Regions from separate parts of the Sus scrofa genome. Here regions 1, 2 and 4 are each linked to region 3. A link is a contact called in public Hi-C data. All regions are on one chromosome and are shown on one strand. The core of a region is the stretch at or near the end of the contact, and the rest is flanking DNA. Distances in the headings are between cores, read along the strand shown. Region 1 overlaps ARID5B (AT-rich interactive domain-containing protein 5B). Region 2 holds the start of C14H10orf107. Region 3 holds the start of ARID5B (AT-rich interactive domain-containing protein 5B). Region 4 overlaps ARID5B (AT-rich interactive domain-containing protein 5B).

Region 1 (3,586 bases), core at 814-3,313, 180 kb before region 3:
AGTATTATGATCACTGTTGCTATTATTATTCCCTTTTTGACAGATGAGGCAACTGAGGCCCCAAAAGTTTAAATAATTTGCCCGAGAGTCACACCATTTGCTAGATGTGGAATTTGAACCTAGTTCTGCCTGTCTCCAACGTTTATGTTTTATCCATGTCAAAATATAGACACAACACTTAAATAAAGAGGTTACCCAGGGTTCTGAGGGAGATTGGTGACTCCAGGATGAGGAGCTCTGTCGTGGGGTGCCAAGTTAAAGAGGACCCCAGGGAGAAGAGAGGCAGACAGAAGACTCCAGCCACAAAAAAAATCAGAGGGCTGAAAAATTCAAGCATTTTAATTATATAACTTTTTAAACAAAGTACATAAAATTGCTCTAAAAAGAGAAACATCAAACAGCTCTCGTTTTAATCTGTTTTCCCTTTGCGACATAGCGCTTGATCTGAAAGGGAAAAATAGCTGATGTAATTAAAAGGGATGGATTGCATTACAATCTCAGTTTCAACTTCAGTGATTAAAGTTTTTATAATGCATTTGGTATGATTAATGACTCACTGTGGGATTAATACAAGACTCAGCCTTAAAAATATGAACTTTAATAGAGCAAACATAATTTGTTTTAAATAAGACAAGTTGACTCAATGAAGAAAATGTACTTGGCTTATAAACAACATAAATCTGTTCAAATATTGGGAACCCTAATTATTTTTAAATGGAGACTCCCAAGCAAAACTGCCTTTGGTTTGGGCAATTGTTGGCTATCCTAAAATTGGTTTCTAACTAGGCAATTTGGATCTCAACTGCTTACAAATACACAACTGTTCAGGTTTGTGAGTACAGACGTGGGGACAGTTGTGATCAAAATAGTCTCCTCTTTAATAAAAGACCAAGTAAATTATGGGAAAATCAAATCCCAATTTATAGCATCTTAGAAACAACACTCACTTACTGAGCATGCTCGGACAAGGTATGTGCAAGGAGGCGTGAATAATAGTTTCGAGCCCTGCATCTGGCAGTGGGCCAGCCGTGAAGATCAGCACAGCCCATGGGGAATAGTTATCTTCAGATCCCATTACAAACTGAGTTTAAACATGTTACAGCTGCTAAAACTGGAAACTGTTCTCTCTATGTAGACTTACTAAAATAATATATGGCTGCCAAATACCTGCTTCCCACTGTAATATTACAGTTACTGTTTATGTAATAAAAAGCATAACTAAGCAGAAGAGAGAAAAAAAAAGCAATCCTGTTCATACTTGAATGTATTCTGTCTCATCTGTAAAGTCCCCAACATTCCCCCCTAATTGCTTTGATGTGCATGGTTCTGCCAGGGACTTTATCCCCTTCAACAGTGGCAGGTTGGGGATTTCTGTCCCAGAGTAAAATGCATTGACTATTTCAAATTAGAAAAAAACTATTTTAAACTGACTTTGAGGAAAACCTCTTTTTATTGTTAGGACAGATAGGTTTGTTGTACTTTTGTTTGGTTGCCATGAGAACCGCTCAAGCATTGAAGTCTGGGTATTCCAGTGGTTACTGTCTGTTGGCACCGCCCTCCATCCAACTCTATTCTCTAATCTACATGGTGACACCATGAGGGGCTCCTTTCAGCAAAAAGGACGACGACATCACCCCCCTGGCAAGGGGGTGAGAGGAAGCAGAGGACGGGGGTGGGAGGGCCACCAGGTCCTGACAGCCCTGGGCCAAGCCAGCTTTCTAGATGGGTGCTAAGGAAAATTGAATTTCTTAGACAGTTGTGCAAGTTCAAGAGGTAGGGCAACATTTCTATTCTTTTCCTTTCCTTCTTTTTTTTTTTTTTTTTTTTTCCCCTTCCCTTCACTCAACTCAGCAGCTGGCTGGCCGACAGCAGTAAAAAATACATTTCACTTTGCTGGTCAAAGGCCTAAAGCCAGAAGCAGGAAATCTGGAATTAAATGTTTCTTGTATCTGGAAAGAGGCATGACTAAGGTAAAACTGAATCCAAACACAAACCCTGCTTGTTCAAGGCTTCCAGAGGGAGTGTGCTTGTGAGTGAGTGAGTGTGTAGTCTGTGTGTGTGTGTAAAGGTCAATTGAGTGTTTTTTTTTCCCCTTCTAAATCACTGAAAGATAATTATAGTGGCTCAGGGAAAAAAAGGCTCCCAAAATAAAACAAGAAAGGCAGCAGCTAAAAGGAAACAAGTAGAAATATGACCAGCTAAGCCCTGAAGAATTGAGCGTGGTCTCACCCAGCTGAACAATCGCTGTTCATGTAGTGATTTCCGTTCAGTGCGATTTTCACTGAATGTTTTTTCAGTTATCCTGTCACGGTACAACACAATTACCCCACAGGATATGATCTTATCATCTGATTATTAGAAGTTTTTACAGTACAAGAGGACGAGAGCTATTACGGGTTTCTGAACATTTCAACATTTAACGTACACGCGATACCACTAAAGACAGGTTAGCCAACCTAAGGTCAACATGGCCCAACGCAGGAAGCATTGTATTGCATAAAGAATTTAGTCTAAAGCAACATGACTGTGCCTTGCAGATGACTATTCCTCAAATATTTGTAGTACAACAAAGATTTAATCAGCTTCTAAACTGTACAGATAAAAGCAAATAATGCACCCCAGCCCCTAAGAACTAATTACCCAGGAGAAATATTTTCAATGGGCTGCAACTCTTTAGAATGTGGTGTGGATTTCTGGTGGATGGAAGTGATGGGGAAGAGAAGCAATATATTCATTAGAAAATCCAGAGAGCTCCCCCCGCACCCCCTACATCTACATGTAGTCGGTGCATTGAAAGCTGGGTAGATAAATGGGCCTTTACTATTATCCTGATTTCACATTTCAGATTAGCAAAATGCTTATTTATGATGCCATTAATGGATCTGAAATAGGTAAGCCATCATGTATTAAAAAAAAAAATATCTTTCCATAGGCGTAAGATTTGTAGCAGCATGAGATTTTATTTTTCCCTAGGAATAATACAAGAATAACATTTTCCACCCCAAAGCAGAAACAGTAGGGGAGCCTTTTGCTATCACGGAGATTCTTATTAAATTCAGTCACTGTGAAAAGCAAGATTTTTTTTCTCCTCTTCCTCCTCCTCCTTTTATTTTTTTTTTAAATAAAGATGACTTAAAATCAACCCAAGTTAAAATTAACAAATCAATGGCATTATAACCTTGATTTATTAGTGTCTGAGCCACTAAATTATCATCATACAAGAAATTGCTGGTTTGAAAAGATTTCGGCTTTGTTAAATCTCAAGTTAAATAATGGTGCTCAGTATACTAGGTTTTTAGATCTGCCTCATCTGATATTATGAAAAATTCAATACATTTCTCTACAGCAGAAGTCAGAGGTCAGCAAATCTATTACTGTAATGTAAGTAATCTGGCAACCTGCCAAGTCTTTCTCCCTTTTATTATTTTTTTTAAACATGAAGGCAGATAATTTTATATTTACAAATTCTAAAATCCTCCAGGGCCTTGCCTCTCTCTCAACAAAAAGCAGCAGCCTCACATTTGAGAAATGTATATTGCACACGTCCTCATCATTTGCATTTCATACAAAAGAAGCAAAGACCCTT
Region 2 (3,346 bases), core at 281-2,780, 260 kb after region 3:
CTGGAACATGGCACTTCTAATCTTAAAAAAAAAAAATTGGGTTTTTTTTTGAAATGCACATTCATTAATCCCAAATTATCAGTCTTTCTCATAAAGGACATTATCTACATGGATATGTATACATGTCAGATGTACACTGACAACTGTACATAAAGTAAGTTTTTGCACATATTTAAATAACACGATTTAATTGGGAAATTTCCGAAGCCACTTTTGAAATTGTATTACTTACATTAGAGATCACAAGGGAGTAACTGGCTTAGTAACCAGTTTATCACATTAAAATGTATTTTTAATGTATGCTAATTTCAAAAGGCTCATAGGAGAGTCAGCAAGCTTTAGAAGTCTGCATTTATAGAATTGGGAAGAACCTGTTGGGGGTGACTTCAGTATCTCTGGGTAAGGCACTGAATTATTGGCTGTTTCCTCATTTATAAAATTGCAGCTAATATTTATCTTCTGGACCAAAAAAAAAAAAAATGTTACTTAGACTAAGTAATAAAGCCAGCAATATTAATTATAACATTATTATTCACCTTCAGAATCATAAAAAAAATGAAGAAAAAACTTCTTGGAGAACATGATTAACTCATGTGAAGATTTAAACATTTTTAGTAATATCTGGCATAGCAGATACATTCTTAATTAAAATCTCAGGATACTAAGTTTATAAGTAATTCGTTACCTAGAACCCATTTATTACTGAGAGCTGGTGATGGGAGGGGCCTGAGAAGAAATCTTTATATTACACAGGAAATTCACTGGAGCCCAAGGACGTTAAATAATTTTCCTAAAGACAAGGTGATGATCAGCAACCACGCCATAACCGGAAGGTCGAATTTTCCAGGCGTTTCTCCTTTGTTCCATCCCCGGTCATATATTTATTTATTTAGAGAAATTGTAAAATAATAAGGAAACACTAAAAGTTCTGACCCTCAGATATTAATCAGTCCACTACCAATGCGCAGTTGCTATTCCATGACAGCTTTTCAGCAACTGGAACTGTAATCATTTTAAAAGAATTATAGATTTCCAAAAGAGATGGGCCCATTTTAAATTTCCAAAATTCCCTTTTAAGTGCTGAGAATCCGGGGGAGAAGCGCGTACTGTGGCATCTTTATAGGCAAGGAACCGTCCAATGGGGGAATTTCTTATGTGAGGACAGATAGACGAGACGCGGACCCCGTAGCTACAGGGCTCGGGCAGCGCGGGGCGGTGGCTCCCGGACCCCGTCTCACTCCCTGGGGCCCGCGTCGCCGCGGACCCGCTCCCAAAACTGCCGCCACTCGGGGCCGCGCACAGAATCCGGGCGTGGGGCGCCTCCCCGGGACCGGCCTCGGCTGCAGACCCCGCAGGCAGGGGTGGTTGTTCAGAGGGTCATGGATACCGGGCAGGGGCGGCGTACCTCCGACTCGGGCGTGGTTCCCGCCGGAATCATCCCGGCGGGGGTCGTTCCCCCGGGAGTCGTTCCCACAGACGTCGCCATGATCCCGCCAGAGCGCCGCGGCCCCTCGTCACCTAGGCAACCGGGGCGGGGCCGGGGTCACTGGGCTGGGGAACGGAGACACACGCAGAGCGTCTTCCGGGTCCGGAGCCGGGTCCTCACCTGGGAAAGGGCTGGGGTCGGGCGGTGGGAGCCCGAGGCCAGGCCGACCGGGCCGCTGCGAGGCGCTCTGCTGGGAAGGCCCGCGGCGGGGCTTTGAATCCTGGAGTACGAATTCTCCTTTTCAGTAAGAATGAAAAAAAGGAAAAAAAAAAGCAATGTAAACGAACTCGTGGCGGTGTCTAATGCTAACACTAATCAAGTTCTCAATAAGTATTAAAGTGAGGTATATTATTGGAATTGACCATTGATTGATATTTGCTATTGAGGAATTGTCATTTTAAGGTGTGATATTACTCTCCTGTTTAGGAGGAAGAAATGCTTTTATCGTCTAGAGATAACATTCTGCAAGATTTAGTGATGATGAAGTGATAAAATGTGCGATTAATTCCAGAATAATGAGAGGTGGGGCATGGATTAGAAGAATCAAGATTGGGTACATGGGGGTGGGTGATCATTATACCATTCTTCCTATTTTGTATTGAATTTTTCCATAATAAAAATGTTGAAAAACAATGTGTTTAGTAATAGTACGAATGTTCTTCTCTGAGTGGTAATACTTGCTTTGATAATGAAATGCTCTTTGCTTGTATTAACCTGCTTGCGGGTTGCTTGCTATTGCAGGAAGCTTAGTGCAAAGATCAGACATTATGTAAGTGCTTCACTTTCCCCATCTGTAAAATGAAATAATAACAACGTTTGCCTCATAGCATTACTGGGAGGATTTACCATGTTAATATACAGGAGTGTTTAGAATAATGTCTGGTACCTGTAGTTAGATATTAGGATTAGGATCGGTTTGTACGTTTCTCTTGACTTTCGTCCAGCTTGTCCAACATTTGCCAAAATTGTATTTCCATTGTGGCCCTTTTTTTATATTTGCCTACTGCTTTTCAGACCAAATCACTTTAGCTTTGCATAACCTCATGCTAATTGTGCCATTTCCAGTGGTACTGTTAAGATTATGCAATTTGTACTGTCACCTGGTGTTCATGATTTGTCTCTACTTTTGTATATGTTTGGCCAATCTTTTAAGTGGATTGTAGAGTACTCCGTACCTTGATTTCACTCCTAAAGAAACTGGTTTAGTTCTTAGTTCAGAGTATTCACTCAACTATGAGTTTATGACTTCCAACTCCATTTTAAAAGGGCTACATTAGAACCTCCTCAATTAGTGAAAATATAGTCCATTTCTAGTGATTGCCAGAGTTAATACAGGAGCTACCACCTTACAAACTCATTACAATGCTTAAATATTTGACTATTTCCTTCTGATCACTACTTCAAAGAAATTGAGAACAACTGGTCACCTTCTGCTAAGAACCCTTCACATTCTTCGAATTCAGCCTTTGGTAAATTGCTAAAGCATTTATTTCTCTAAACTATAGTTCTAGGTTTCTCAAAGGTCTGATTTATTGTTCTGCCCTTTCATTGTTCTGCCATTTCTTTGATAGTTTTTTACATTTTCTTCACCCCTTTTTGGTTTTGGGCCCCAGCACTAGATGGAGGATTCCATTAAAGATGGAATCAATTCTAACAGTGACAGAAGAGTGGCCTCAGGGAGGGGATAATTTTTTGTAGGAATTTCAATTTTACTGTATTTAATATTGTAATTTATTGGACAAGTCAGTTTTGAGGAGGTAATTTAATTTTATGGGGCACAATTTTTTTTTTCCCAGTAAGAATGGTGTTGAAAACCCATTATTAGCCTGAAGGTTACTTTTAATTTGCACAAGTTGAAGC
Region 3 (3,090 bases), core at 394-2,893:
TAAAAAAAAATTAAAACGTGAACAATATCGAAACCTACCGAAAGAAATCCACCCATTCCCCGACCCAGCCAGACGCGAAGGTAAATTTTCAAAGGCAAAAAACATAAAAAGCATGTGATGTTCAGGCAGCAGTAGCAGGAGAGCGAACGATCTCTCTCTCTCTCTCTCTCTCACACACACACACACACACACGCGCACACACATCCTTGAACAAAACCCTTCTCGAACAAGTTATTTGATCTTGACTAAAATCAGCAGTTGGATCCTCTTTGTAAAGCTGACAGCCAAACTCTGACAATGGCAAAATACTCGAGCCCCAGCTAGTGGCGCTACCCCTTTAAAAAAGGAGTCGATCCTGCTCGCCTGCAGAAGTGAATACAGTATTTTCAAGCTTGCCCTGTAATAAGCATTACTGGGGGAAAAATAATAAAGGAAGAAGAAAGGGAGATATAAGTTTACCACCTCGCCATGGTCGCTATTTCTGCCCTGGGGAGTGTCTTCTGGGAGGAAATAAAGTTTAGAGCTGGATAAAAGTTGCCGGCTGGTCCTCTCTTCCCACAACAGCTGGAGCTCCGCTATGCAAATCGGATCCTTTGGCGTACATCTTACAAAGAAAAAGTCGCCAAGGGACAAAATTCTTGGTTTGCCTTCAAGGTGGAATTGAAAAGCCTTGTAGAAAATGTAAGGTCCGTGCAAGCCACACGGTGAGCCGACCCACTGCAGGGGAAAAAAGCACCAAATAAATAATGTAGCCATCAGAGCACAAACGTCTATTCCCAGACATATTTACACACAGACATCCACACTCTTAATACAGAAGAGGCAACAGATATAAAGCTGGGTGGAAAATAATAGAGCCCACAAAATTTCTGCCTCCCTTAAAAGAAAAAAAAAAAACCCTCAGCCCCCCCCCCCCCCCGCCACCTCTCCCTACCTCTCCATCTGAGGAGGTAAAATTACATTATGTATGTATGATCGGTGCAGGGATTTTTTTAAACAATAAAAATGATTTGGGGGGATGCAGAGGGTAAAAGTTTGGTGAAAAGTTTGTGGGGGGTGTGGGTGGGTGCAGAGGTGTGGGTAAGCTGGGGGCCTGGGGGGTGCCGGGGGGGTGCCGGGATCGGAGGAGCGGAGAAGAGCGAAATACCTGGAGTGAGTTGGGCTCCATCTCGACGTTCTGAATTGATTGAACTCAACATTCTCTCCAAACTTGTTGGCTTGAATGGATTGCATCAGGTCCTGGCAGGGAAAAACATTCTCTGCCTTCAGCTGGCGTAATGTCTCAATATAAAACTAAGCCCTTGCCTCCCCCCCAGCACCAAAATGATTGAAAATATGTCCTAATATTTCTCTGACGACTCAATTTTCAGCTCCTGTCAGAACTGTGTAGGGTTCCTTCCAAATGTGGGTTGATCAAATTCATAATCGGGAGAAAGGCTCCGTCCAATCTCGGCGGGAAGCGGATGGATCAAGGCAAAAAACATATAGGAAGGTTTGTAAAAATAAAATCTACTCTTAAATTGTGCAAAGATGAGATCTCCCTCTTCTCTGTCTCCCTTGTCTAGGGGTATCGTTTGGTGAGATTTTTTGGAGGAGACAAGAGGTAGCGAGCTCCGCTGTGCATCTGACAGGACCTGCTTGTATATGTCTAATATAAAGAACATTTCCTGCAGAGATTCCGGGGCGCTGCTCCTCTTTCTAATGCTCCTTAGCAGATTTGCTGTTATTAGACATGTAGATTTGTTTGATAGTTAAATTACGCTTCCTCACTGCCATGTTTTCGAGAACTAATCTGTTAAATTATCTTTTGATGCCTATTTACATGGAAGAGAAAAGTGGGTTATCGATTATATAAACATATAAATATTAATGCATTTGTTCGCTTCGCAAAAAAAAACACTCAGCAAAAAAAAAAAAAAACAGAAAGACAAGTGAGCAGTGCACACACATTTCAGGATTTTGCAAACAATATTGAACGGACAGCGACTGCATTTAGGGACTGGAACAATAAACGATGCATGATAAATCAATAAATGCGAGCAGCGAGTCTGCTCGGAATATGAATTCAGGCTCCCGGTTCTGCGTGTGCATTCTTTAATTTTGAAGTATATACACTAGTACGTGTTTACAATGCTGATGGACGCCAAGGGCGCTCTCAAATGATAATGTGTTTATATAACCCAGCGCTACAGGAATAATATACCGACTCCTACCCCACCCCCAACCCCTCCCCCGCCAAAAAAGGGAGGGGAGCTTCCTCAATAATAGTTTGAAACTGAAAAAATCCATTTGCAAACTAGTTAAATACAACCAGAAATTAAGCTGTTGAAAACCGGGGGCATGAACCGTAAGACAATAAAGGCTTTAAATGTGTATATTTATTGTTCTGGAGCCCTGGAGCATTGCGAGGTTTGCATGCACGGCTATTATGCAAACACAGAGAAACTTAAGAGCGACAGAACAAGGAACAGGCAGAGACTGCAAAGCCCTCGCTCGCTCCGACCCAGCTGCCGGTCCTCCGCCAGGCTAGATTGCATTTTCGCAGTGTTGATGTAAAATGGTGTACTCGCTTCCCCCACGCTCCCCCACCCCCTTCTCGGCTCTCCTCCCACTCCTTTCAGTATACCCCCCCCCCGCCTCCGATTTTATTATATTGGCACCAATCTTTCCAAAGTGGGTCTGGCATGCTAAAAAAGTAAACATGTACTATATGGGGAATAAGGTCTGTTATAGTATGACAGTTGAAACTTGATCTGTGATAAAATTACAGGATGTTGAAATTACTAGTAAGCTATTTTTAACGCTTTCGCAACGTTTCACCTCTAGTCACAGCATCTAGTTGAAACAGGATTACTTTAATGAAAATTATATTCACATGGCTGAAGTTAATACACCCGGCAGAGCACAAATGCCTCATATTCAGTGACTTGAGGTGGAAAGACCCTCTCTGTGTATTTTTATGCCTTTTCATAACGTCTGAGTCCGATGCAGTAAGAATTAGGGCACTTAACATTATCTAAACCACATTTTTGATTCAGAACATGGGGAAGTAATAAAAGGCAAGATCTATCTCGTTTCTATACACACAGA
Region 4 (3,369 bases), core at 117-2,616, 150 kb before region 3:
ACATCCAGAAACAGCAGATACAGGACAGAGTCCAGTTGTCTTCAGTTTTGTGGGTCCTTGTATGAGATCTAAATGGCCTTCCACAGAGAGGGAGGTTAGAGGTGCTGTGCTTATTGATCAGTTGTCTGAATTTTGTAAAACTCCCAGGGCATACTTTGATGGTGACTCCAGATGACACAAAAAGGAGCTTCATCCTGCTGGGCTCAGGTACAGAACATGCTGGGAAAAACAGATGAAGTCACCTGAGAGGTATGGGGCAGGGCGCCAACACAAGACATTGTCAGTACAAGCTCTGCTGAAGGCTCCAATCCTGAAACCATCTCGCTCCATTCTGTAGTATCCTGCAAGCCATGGCATAGGGAATAAACGGTTCCAGCTGACATCCTTCAAGACCACAGAAGCCAAAGCCCTAGACAGGTAGTTCTAGGGCCAAGATGTCCAGGTTCCTAGAAAATGTCATTCTTGGTGTCCACACAGACTCACTCGCAGAAGATTAAAGGGACAAAACAAAAATAACTTTAGAGAAAAACAGATTTGTTTTTAACCAGTAAACATACATGGCTACTGGTTGATCTCTTTTTACCCCTTGCAATCTTGGAAGCACAAGAAGTTTTAACCAGAAAGCGCTCAGAACTTCCTTGTGAAACAATCATTCTTGAAGGTAAGAAAGGTAGTCTGGGATTTGCTTCTTTACTCTGGGAGGACGTGGCAGACTGTCGACACAGAACTGAATTGGTGCTTTTCTACATCCGCATCTTGCAAATTCACCGATAATGCTCCCATTTTCATAAGTTTAGTTCTTGGATCTGGAAACGTGGTGTCAGTTGAAATCCGGGCTTCAGTTCAGGTCCTAAAAGGGCTACTGCTGTCTTTGGCACAGAAACAACACCTCAACACAAACACCCCTTAAACGGAACCATGGAAATACGATCCAAGCCCACAAAATTTAAAAAGATAAGCCTAAAAATATGAAGTGACACTTCACCCCTCATGGTGCTAAATACTTCAGGCATGGACTTCCAAGATTCCAAAGAATGCTTAGGCAAAATAGCCCCGAGTCCTGAAAAAAGAGTCTTAGCATTTGGACTTTCACTCTGCATTAAGAATCATCTTTAAAACCAAATAAATGTATATATGAGTATAGGTAGACATGTTAAGTATTGTGTTCTAGATCTTTAATTTTATTCTAAGGTAAATGAGAGGTGATTTTGAAAAAAAAAAAAAAAAAAAACTTAGAAGATTAATTCTGGCCCCTTCTAATTTCGTCCTCTGTTAATCTCTGAAACATATTTAGATGAATGCATTCAGAAAGAGGATGGTTCAGCTGGTCTATTTTTGATCCAAGCTGGGTAAACTATGTCATTGTGTCACCTACTATGAAATCTCAGCCTCAATGACGTGGGCGCTTAATCATCTATCCTTTACTCAACAGGCCAAACTGGGAGGTGGGAAGTCTTTCTGTTGACTAATCAGAATGCCCACACTGCCCCTCCCCCTGCCACCTCCCCCACCCCTGGGGGGCGGGGGTGGGGGTGGGGGAGGTGGCAGAGGGAGCAGACCCAGCAGAGAGCTGCAAATACCAGAGTCAGATTCTAAATTGAAAACTGCCACCAAGACACAGGAGCAGAGAGATAAAGAGAAAAGGGAAAAATAAAAACGATGCAGCCAAAACGAATACCATGGAGCTGAATGACCGTACCTTGGCAACGGCTTTGCCATCAGAATTGTTGTTGGAATCTTTGCTGCCACTGAATGAATCTCTCCTCTGCGGGCATGGTTTCTTTTTGCGTGGTCTGCCTTTAAGATTTGGCGCTGGAAACAAATGGAGAACAATTGAGAGACATTCTCATTAGCTTCCTCACTACAAACCAAGAATCTTACTACAGTGGCGCCCTTTAATTGTTCAGAGACATGTCCACATCTGGGGTAGCCTCCCTCCCCCAAGATCTCGATGGACACTACACTTCTGTCCATGTTTCCCAAAGCCAAGCTATGACACTTGAACATGTCTAATTGACATAAATATAACGAAGCCCTTAGTTTTAAAGGATGTTGATAAGGAAAACGCACTTCCCCAGTGTTAGAAAAGACAGCCCTTAGCCAGGCTCCTTCTTTGCTTTTTGTTTTGTATCTTCTTTTTAGAAACCTAAATGATAATGCCAGCCCATTATGGTATCAAAGTAATGTAACGTTTGAAAACATCTCTCTTGGAAAGTGGAGACGTGAGCGTTTTCTCAAATTATGAGAGAGAGGAATTCACAATAACAATTTGAAAAATATTACATGCATTTACTAATAACGTCGTGACCAGCATGTTTCAAATCTCTGTGAATCTGGCAGGTACATGTAAATCAGCATGCTCTCTTCTCATTTTCAATATCTATATAGTTTTAAGGAAGATCTTGGGGGTTATTTAAAATAAATTCCAAAGATCACACAACAGGAGTTAGCTTGATTCCGTGGAGATTATAACTTTTTAAAAGCCACAGACAAGACCCAAAGCAAAGTTAATTTTATCTTGGATACTGAGCTTGAATCCCTTTAAGAGCCTTACAGAAAGGAGTTGCGGGGGAAAGGCTGCTGTTTATTGAGTGCTACATTCAATTTCACCCATCATCCAAGTCAAACAAAATGCAAACAAACCAACTGACTAGCCCTTGAAGAATTCCAAATTAATGAATTATACCCCAAGCAATTTCTTTAGGACTTTTTAAAGTACCCCCACTTTTTATTACTTTAAGGTATGATTATGACCATGGAAAATCCGAACAACTCGAACCCTCTTAATTGTTGCTGTTACTTATAACCACCGGTTAACCAGTGGTTTTAGGACATTTTACATTGTACTCAACTTACAAACGCAATTAATCCCACTAATTTGATTTCCTACTGCGGATAACAGTTTAGCTGTTGACACAGCCCAGGAAAGCAGCTCTGTCTTTACAATCAGACAAAAGTTTAAAAAGTGGCTTGGGGAGGGGGGCAGTGCCCCTTGCCAGAATCCGCTCTCCTCTCATTTCCCCAAAACTCTGGTCTCAAAGTCCATCTCAGAAAGCCAGTCCAGAATTATCAGAGGTAAACAAACCCACAAGCAAAAAAAAAAAAAAGAAAAAAAAAAAAAAAAAAAATCAAGCAAAGAGAAAGCAGCGATTACCCATTCCAGTCGACAAACATCTGCTTGACACTGCCCGGGCTCATGAAAGCTACAGCATGTGACTGCTTCCCGTCCCTGGAAGTCACAGCCGGACTTGGTGTGGATGTCAGCTTCCCTCCGAATGCGAGCTGTGAGGCTCGGCGCTCTGCTTACAACTCCCCTCCCCCGGCAGCTCCATTACTCATGTAAACACACAGCAGTGACTAGCACGGGGT

What was found. A called contact is a pair of places that touch in the nucleus more often than the background predicts.
Region 1: a Hi-C map of skeletal muscle shows a contact between it and region 3, with 4 times the contacts expected there. The contact joins the enhancer-like site here to the promoter of ARID5B in region 3. A contact is called at or near these places in 1 of 5 promoter capture datasets (liver), 7 of 47 Hi-C or Micro-C datasets (embryonic fibroblasts, heart right ventricle, mesenteric adipose tissue and 3 more) and 2 of 2 datasets of contacts at active chromatin or transcription factors (alveolar macrophages and skeletal muscle).
Region 2: a contact with region 3 is called in a Hi-C map of embryonic fibroblasts, with 2.1 times the contacts expected there. The contact joins the promoter of C14H10orf107 here to the promoter of ARID5B in region 3. A contact is called at or near these places in 1 of 5 promoter capture datasets (liver) and 7 of 47 Hi-C or Micro-C datasets (brain, embryonic fibroblasts, fibroblasts and 2 more).
Region 4: a contact with region 3 is called in a Hi-C map of liver, with 3 times the contacts expected there. The contact joins the enhancer-like site here to the promoter of ARID5B in region 3. A contact is called at or near these places in 1 of 5 promoter capture datasets (liver), 18 of 47 Hi-C or Micro-C datasets (adipocytes, alveolar macrophages, blood and 10 more) and 2 of 2 datasets of contacts at active chromatin or transcription factors (alveolar macrophages and skeletal muscle).

Annotation. Positions count from the first base shown.
Region 1 is chr14:65,584,773-65,588,358 of Sscrofa11.1, reverse strand. All of the region lies in intron 8 of ARID5B (AT-rich interactive domain-containing protein 5B), which reads right to left. Among named protein-coding and RNA genes, the nearest start is that of MIR9836, 160 kb to the left of the region's middle. Within about 2 kb of position 2,063, at least 43 of the 83 cell types and tissues checked have an H3K27ac peak or open chromatin away from gene starts, as enhancers often do. A contact at or near this core is called in alveolar macrophages, embryonic fibroblasts, liver and 4 more, where this site is marked.
Region 2 is chr14:65,151,097-65,154,442 of Sscrofa11.1, reverse strand. It overlaps C14H10orf107, which reads right to left and starts at 1,530. Exons shown (of 8, transcript XM_001924770.4): 1 at 1,406-1,530. The coding sequence starts at 1,486. It overlaps LOC102159881 (a long non-coding RNA gene), which reads left to right and starts at 1,698. Exons shown (of 2, transcript XR_307570.3): 1 at 1,698-1,824; 2 at 1,913-2,117.
Region 3 is chr14:65,407,156-65,410,245 of Sscrofa11.1, reverse strand. ARID5B (AT-rich interactive domain-containing protein 5B) reads right to left here and starts at 1,643. Exons shown (of 10, transcript XM_021072755.1): 1 at 1,148-1,643; 2 at 463-717. The coding sequence starts at 1,168.
Region 4 is chr14:65,552,063-65,555,431 of Sscrofa11.1, reverse strand. ARID5B (AT-rich interactive domain-containing protein 5B) reads right to left here. Exons shown (of 10, transcript XM_021072755.1): 5 at 1,700-1,812. Among named protein-coding and RNA genes, the nearest start is that of ARID5B, 150 kb to the right of the region's middle. Within about 2 kb of position 1,366, at least 21 of the 83 cell types and tissues checked have an H3K27ac peak or open chromatin away from gene starts, as enhancers often do. A contact at or near this core is called in alveolar macrophages, liver, omental adipose tissue and 1 more, where this site is marked.